2 separate regions of the Zea mays genome follow, and region 1 is linked to region 2. The links are chromatin contacts, called in public Hi-C maps. All regions are on one chromosome and are shown on one strand. The core of a region is the stretch at or near the end of the contact, and the rest is flanking DNA. Distances in the headings are between cores, read along the strand shown. Region 1 holds the start of LOC100282010 (60S ribosomal protein L11-1). Region 2 holds the start of LOC100216929 (BES transcription factor).

Region 1 (2,793 bases), core at 85-2,584, 530 kb before region 2:
GATGCCAAGATCAATGTGCTCCTGGATTCCGAAACCAAAGCACCCTGTGTCACTGAAGTTCCTCCTTAGCAGTTCATATTCCTTGACCTTAAGTCCACTCTCCAGAAGCTGCATTGCCTTCTCACCCCTTACAGTAACATAGCAGGCAATCTTCTCATTACGCCTGATACCAAAGGAACGGACAGTGTACCTAGCTGAAGAATCAGAAAACCACAAAATATTAAACAAAAGAAACTCATCGGTGTTAGGAAGCAGAGAAGAAAACACTAATATAAAACAAGCAAATATACCCTTAGAGAACACTGGTGACTGGCCACTCAGTTGCTCCAGGACCTGCAAGCATGGATGCAACCATGGACTTACTGATATGCTTATGGTAAATTTAAAGGGGTCCATAGAAGTAATCAACTATTAAGCAGTTTACAGCATAGTTAGAGTTCAAAATAGTATGATTTACAATACTAAGCAGTAAATGAGTAGCTACAGCCACCAAAACAACATGGTTGAGGTCATTTGCATGAGTTTCGATGTACTAGAAAAGGCACTGTAATGATAAATGACATTAATAGCTCAAGTTTCTTTATTACACAGTTACCATTAAGCTTCGAATTCTCATTCTGTTGTCAGTGATCGACATCAGAAATGACTACACAAAGTGATCCTACAAGCCTACAACTATAAGAGACGTCATCTGCCAGCTGCAATCCGTTAAGGAATTGTTGCACAATACGGAGACCAGACTGAATTTCAAACTCTTTCCATGGAACTACATTCTTCCGTTATAAAAAATATTATCCTGGTTACACACAATCCGAACAAACCATACTAAACGAGTAGCAGAAGCTACCTATGAAGGGCGCATGAGATTACATCTACCAACGATGGAAACCGGACGGCTATAACAAGGATAAAAAACAATAAACTGTTTTTTTTTTTTTGCAAAAATCTGAGGCGCAAGAACAGGCACGAACCTTGGCGGCGCGGGTGAGGCGATCCCCACTCTCTCCGACGGAGATGTTGAGCACCAGCTTCTGCACCTTGATCTCCCTCATCGGGTTGGATTGCTTCTTCTCCGACGCCTGCGAAAGAAAAGACACGCACACAGAGAAGCGCATAAGGGTTAGGTCCATATACAGTAACTGAGGAGCAGCTAAGCGTGATGACGGGAGAGACCAGATGCTCACCATGGATAAGGCGGCGCCGGCGCCAGCGGAGTGAGAAGGAAAAGGGGCGCCGGCTGGTGGAACGTGGCGAGTGGCAGCGGCTGGCGGAGCGTGGCGAGGGGCGGCGGCGGGGGAATTAAAAGAGGGAAACCCTAGAGACAGGGGGGTCTCGACTTTCACTTGGGCCTGGTTCATTGATAAAGTTATGGGCTTTTGTTTTGGGCTGTAATATGAAGAAAACATTTGGACTATATTCGCTGGCCCCTCGTCACTGACGACGTACAGGCCGGGTTAATATAACAATCCAGCATGATGACGAACTGGCCCAATGTGTAGGGCCCGTCCTAGGCTTGAAATAGTAAGAAGGGCCCATCCTATGATCCTAGGCTTGAAATAGCATGATGACTTTTATTGTCAACAAATTTGTTTTTGAATTGTTGACCTAATTTCTGACGTGGATCCACATCTAGGGAACCAGATGCGTCATGCGTTGCAATACAGCCATATACCGCTTGATTGGATGGTTGTATGTTGGCGCCCGGGCTCGTGCGGCCATGGTGGGCCAGATACGACGGATTCGATCAGCCAAACCGTCTTAAAATGGATTATTTTGTATCCGCTCATGCAACATATGTTTATCGTGTGTATGCAACTAAACATAAGCTAAGACAAAGTCAACGCATATGATGGGCAACCAATCAGATGGGCATGAGCAGCAACATGATTGGAAAACAATGTCTCTAGTCATTTGACACTAGAGAAGTTGTGGCAATACTCTATACTGATGCGGATCAGGGAATTGAACCATTTTAGGCCTTGTTCGATTATTTCAATTCCATGTGGATTGATGTGTATTGGAATGGATTGAGATGAATTTCGACTTGCTACGAATTTAAACCGACTTAATATCATCTAATCTACATAAATTATTGTTGAAATGAACAAGCCTTAGATGAATCTCCCTACCCAAACACCCTGTAACATCGGTCAGATTGCCGCCTACTGGAAGCGAAACCAAAACAGGTACACTACATGAAAATGATAGTGCTCAGCTAGCTAGAAGGGTGCCTAGATCAATCTCCATTTTTCAGGACCATCAAAAACAGAATAAATATCTGTACTTTTGCTTTGGCACCAGCGGCACCTGATTGATCTCGTCCTCTCGTCGAGTTCGAAAATAATCCTTTCAGGCTATATATGTACATGTATGCTTTCGTCGCTTCTTTTTCACAACAGTATTTGTTAGGTAGTTAATTCTCGATCGAGAGGGACCTTGCATCAATCTCATCCTGTAACTACCTGTGTTGTGTGTTGTGCATCGTGAGGATGAAGCGATTGATTTGTTTGGTATCTTTCCTCCCATTCCCCATTGCCATTATTGAAGGGTCATGGTAGGCTACTAGAGGTCTAGGGCCTGATCATGATAAGCTAATACAAGTCTAGCACTTAAGAGCTAGACTGCCACCCACGATGCATACAGAAACTAGAAATAGTTTCTATGCGTATGATTGGTTGTCTGGGTAACCGACGCATGGCTCGACCAAGCCTGGCCTGTCACAAACGCGGCTTTCGTGCTTCTCCATGTATGCAACAAAAAAGGCTCAATTTGGCCTCCGTTGCATCCACACAT
Region 2 (2,700 bases), core at 98-2,597:
CCGTATACACAGACACCCGCGGGCGACACATTGCATTTTGCGAGATATGCAACGACGAATCTATACCTATGTGCCAAAAAAATTGCGCAATTTTTTGCCAAAAATTCCTCTAGAAAGCTATTTGGTTGTATACCTATGGTGTCAAAAATTGCCACAGAATTTTATGCCACACTTGTCTAAGGTGTTTAAGGTTAGGCGTTTAAATTCTGGGCCACAATTTTTCACGCGCTAAGATAATCTTGCCACACTTTTTACCCGTCATTAACGACTAACGAGTAGGACCTACGTAGCAGGAGAAAAATCTTGCCATAAAAATAGAAACTAAAATAAAATAAAATATAGTAACTAAAAATAGTCCATAAAAATTAAACACCCACTAAATCGACTAGTGTAACGTGATGCACACAAAAATCATCGTTTCCTTAGACAAATATCTAAAAAACCATGGAGATAGAAGAAAACGTCATCCGAGGAGTACATTCACCGTCACGCTGACGCAGATGCTTCCATCAAAAAGTCAAAGGCTAGCGCTAGCTATCGAGTGAGGCCACCGTGTCTTTTTTTTTTGGTAACGCAAATCCGGGAAGAAAGTTTTATTTATATACTCGTAGCAGTACGCGATGCACACGCTAGACAATGTACCACACACATGCATCATCGAGCTGGCCGCTGCCGCCGCGGCCCCCGGATTCACGCACGAAACGCCCGGAAACACACCCGGCAAAGCCGGGCGAACGTACGCGCGAGCAAAAGACGGACACGGGACTACGGGAGCAAACGATGCGGTGCAAACAAGGCGACCGAGCGGCCACCGGCAGGCGCAGCGCCGCTGGAGTCAGGGCTTGGGAGTTGGGAGTGTATCCCCCAGGCCACAGCGGCGTCGTTACGTGGCGAGCGTGAGCAGCAACGTGCCGTAGGCCTCCCGCCCGCCGCGGATCCCGAGGCCGTTTCCCACACTCACCCGCCGCGCGGGGTCCCTCCTCTGGCACGCGCCAAAGCCACGCCACCGTCCCGGCCCCCGGGTGAGCTCGGCCGCGGTCCGCCGGTCCGGCTCGCGCGAACCACCCGCTTGGGCGTGATGATTGCGCTCTGACGAGACGGCGGCTGTCGAGGCCCCCCACCACCACTCATCCCGTTTGACCACGAAACCGCCGTGGCGCATGGGCCCCGCGCGTCAGGGAGCGACGTCGTACTTTGCAAAAGCTGGTCCCTCACGTTTTTTAACCGTTCCCCTGCCCGGGCTGAGGGGAATACCGCTTCTGCCCCTGGTAGTTTGGCGCTTCCACCGGGGGCCGCTGGTAAAAGAGTGAGCCGGGTAACTCCTGGAGCTTGGCATCAGGCATCAGCACAGCTCCGCCAGCCTCGGCCACGGCCAGCCTCGCTCCTCACTCACTCCCCCAGCCAGCGTTACAATAGGAAGGAGGGAGGAGCAACCTAGCGGCAGCCACAGCAGCAGCGTAGCTGTAGCCACAGCAGAGCAGCGGCGGCTGCGTTCAGACGACCACTACTTGTTCCTCCTCCTCCTCCTGCTCCTTCCCCCAAATTCCACCCCCCTCAAATAATAAACAAATCAAAGCAAGCGAGGAGGTGAGCAGCGTCCGCAAGGGAACAGGGACCGCGGGGGTTGCAGGCTTGCAGCCGTGGGGGAGGGGAGCAGATCCGCGAGATCCGGCGCGCCGCCGATGACGAGCGGCGCCGGGGGAGCCGCGGCCGGGATCGGGGGCACCAGGGTGCCCACGTGGAGGGAGCGCGAGAACAACCGCCGCAGGGAGCGCCGGCGCCGCGCGATCGCCGCCAAGATCTTCGCCGGCCTCAGGGCCTACGGCAACTACAACCTGCCCAAGCACTGCGACAACAACGAGGTGCTCAAGGCGCTCTGCAACGAGGCCGGCTGGACCGTCGAGCCCGACGGCACCACCTACCGCAAGGTACCCGCCGCCGATCCATCCCCCCCCCCCCCCTCCCCCCCCTGCCTCAGGCCTCTCGACGGCTTAGCTTAGCTTCGATCCCGTTCCTGCTCCGCGCTTTCAAAAAGAAGCTTGCTTTCGCTTTGATTGCTCCGTAGACTTTTGCAGCGCCAGTAGTCGTGCTTGGTGGTTTCGGTTAGAATTACACAAATCTAGCAGGAGACTCATCTTCGCTTTTGTTGGGACTTGGAGCGTCTCTGTAGAACTACTGAGGCTGGGGACAGCGCACTCCTTCGTTTTAGCCACTCGGGACGCAATGTAGCGGTTTCGTTGGTTCGGTGGGCCGCCGATCTTTGGATGCTCCTATATGCCGTTGGATTTGGAGCTGTCCTTCCTTGCTTTGAGCTCCGTTTTCGTCTTGGGTCACCCATTGCTATGCTTGGCGGGTGGCTCTGTTTTAGGCTCGTCTGTTGTCGGGCCAGGGAAACGGAAGCTTGATTTACCGCAAACGGGGAAATGCTGCTTTCCTTTTCGGCATTCGCTGAAGGCACTTCTTTTGGGGATGCCATGCTTTCTTCTTCCCAATGGTGCTTTTGTAGTTCCTTCCTAGCCATGACCAAAAGAAAATTTTCAACAGCTCATCTGAAGATTTTTTTTTGTCCGCTACCACATTTCTCTTGGTCCTCCTCAGCTGAGGGAAGGTGGTTCAGTCTAGGTAGTGATTCAATTCCGTAAAAATTGCACGCTGCCACTGCTGAAAAAGCAGTGCTTATCAGAAAAGCACAAAGCATAG

Evidence for each region. Hi-C and Micro-C count contacts between places; a contact is called where the count stands out from the background.
Region 1: a contact with region 2 is called in a Hi-C map of leaf, with 3 times the contacts expected there. The contact joins the promoter of LOC100282010 here to the promoter of LOC100216929 in region 2. A contact is called at or near these places in 5 of 25 Hi-C or Micro-C datasets (bundle sheath, leaf, tassel and 1 more).

What each region holds. Positions count from the first base shown.
Region 1 is chr9:82,191,250-82,194,042 of Zm-B73-REFERENCE-NAM-5.0, reverse strand. It overlaps LOC100282010 (60S ribosomal protein L11-1), which reads right to left and starts at 1,334. Exons shown (of 5, transcript NM_001154923.2): 1 at 1,185-1,334; 2 at 972-1,079; 3 at 291-333; 4 at 1-194. The coding sequence starts at 1,187.
Region 2 is chr9:81,659,059-81,661,758 of Zm-B73-REFERENCE-NAM-5.0, reverse strand. It overlaps LOC100216929 (BES transcription factor), which reads left to right and starts at 1,347. Exons shown (of 2, transcript NM_001143314.1): 1 at 1,347-1,928. The coding sequence starts at 1,683.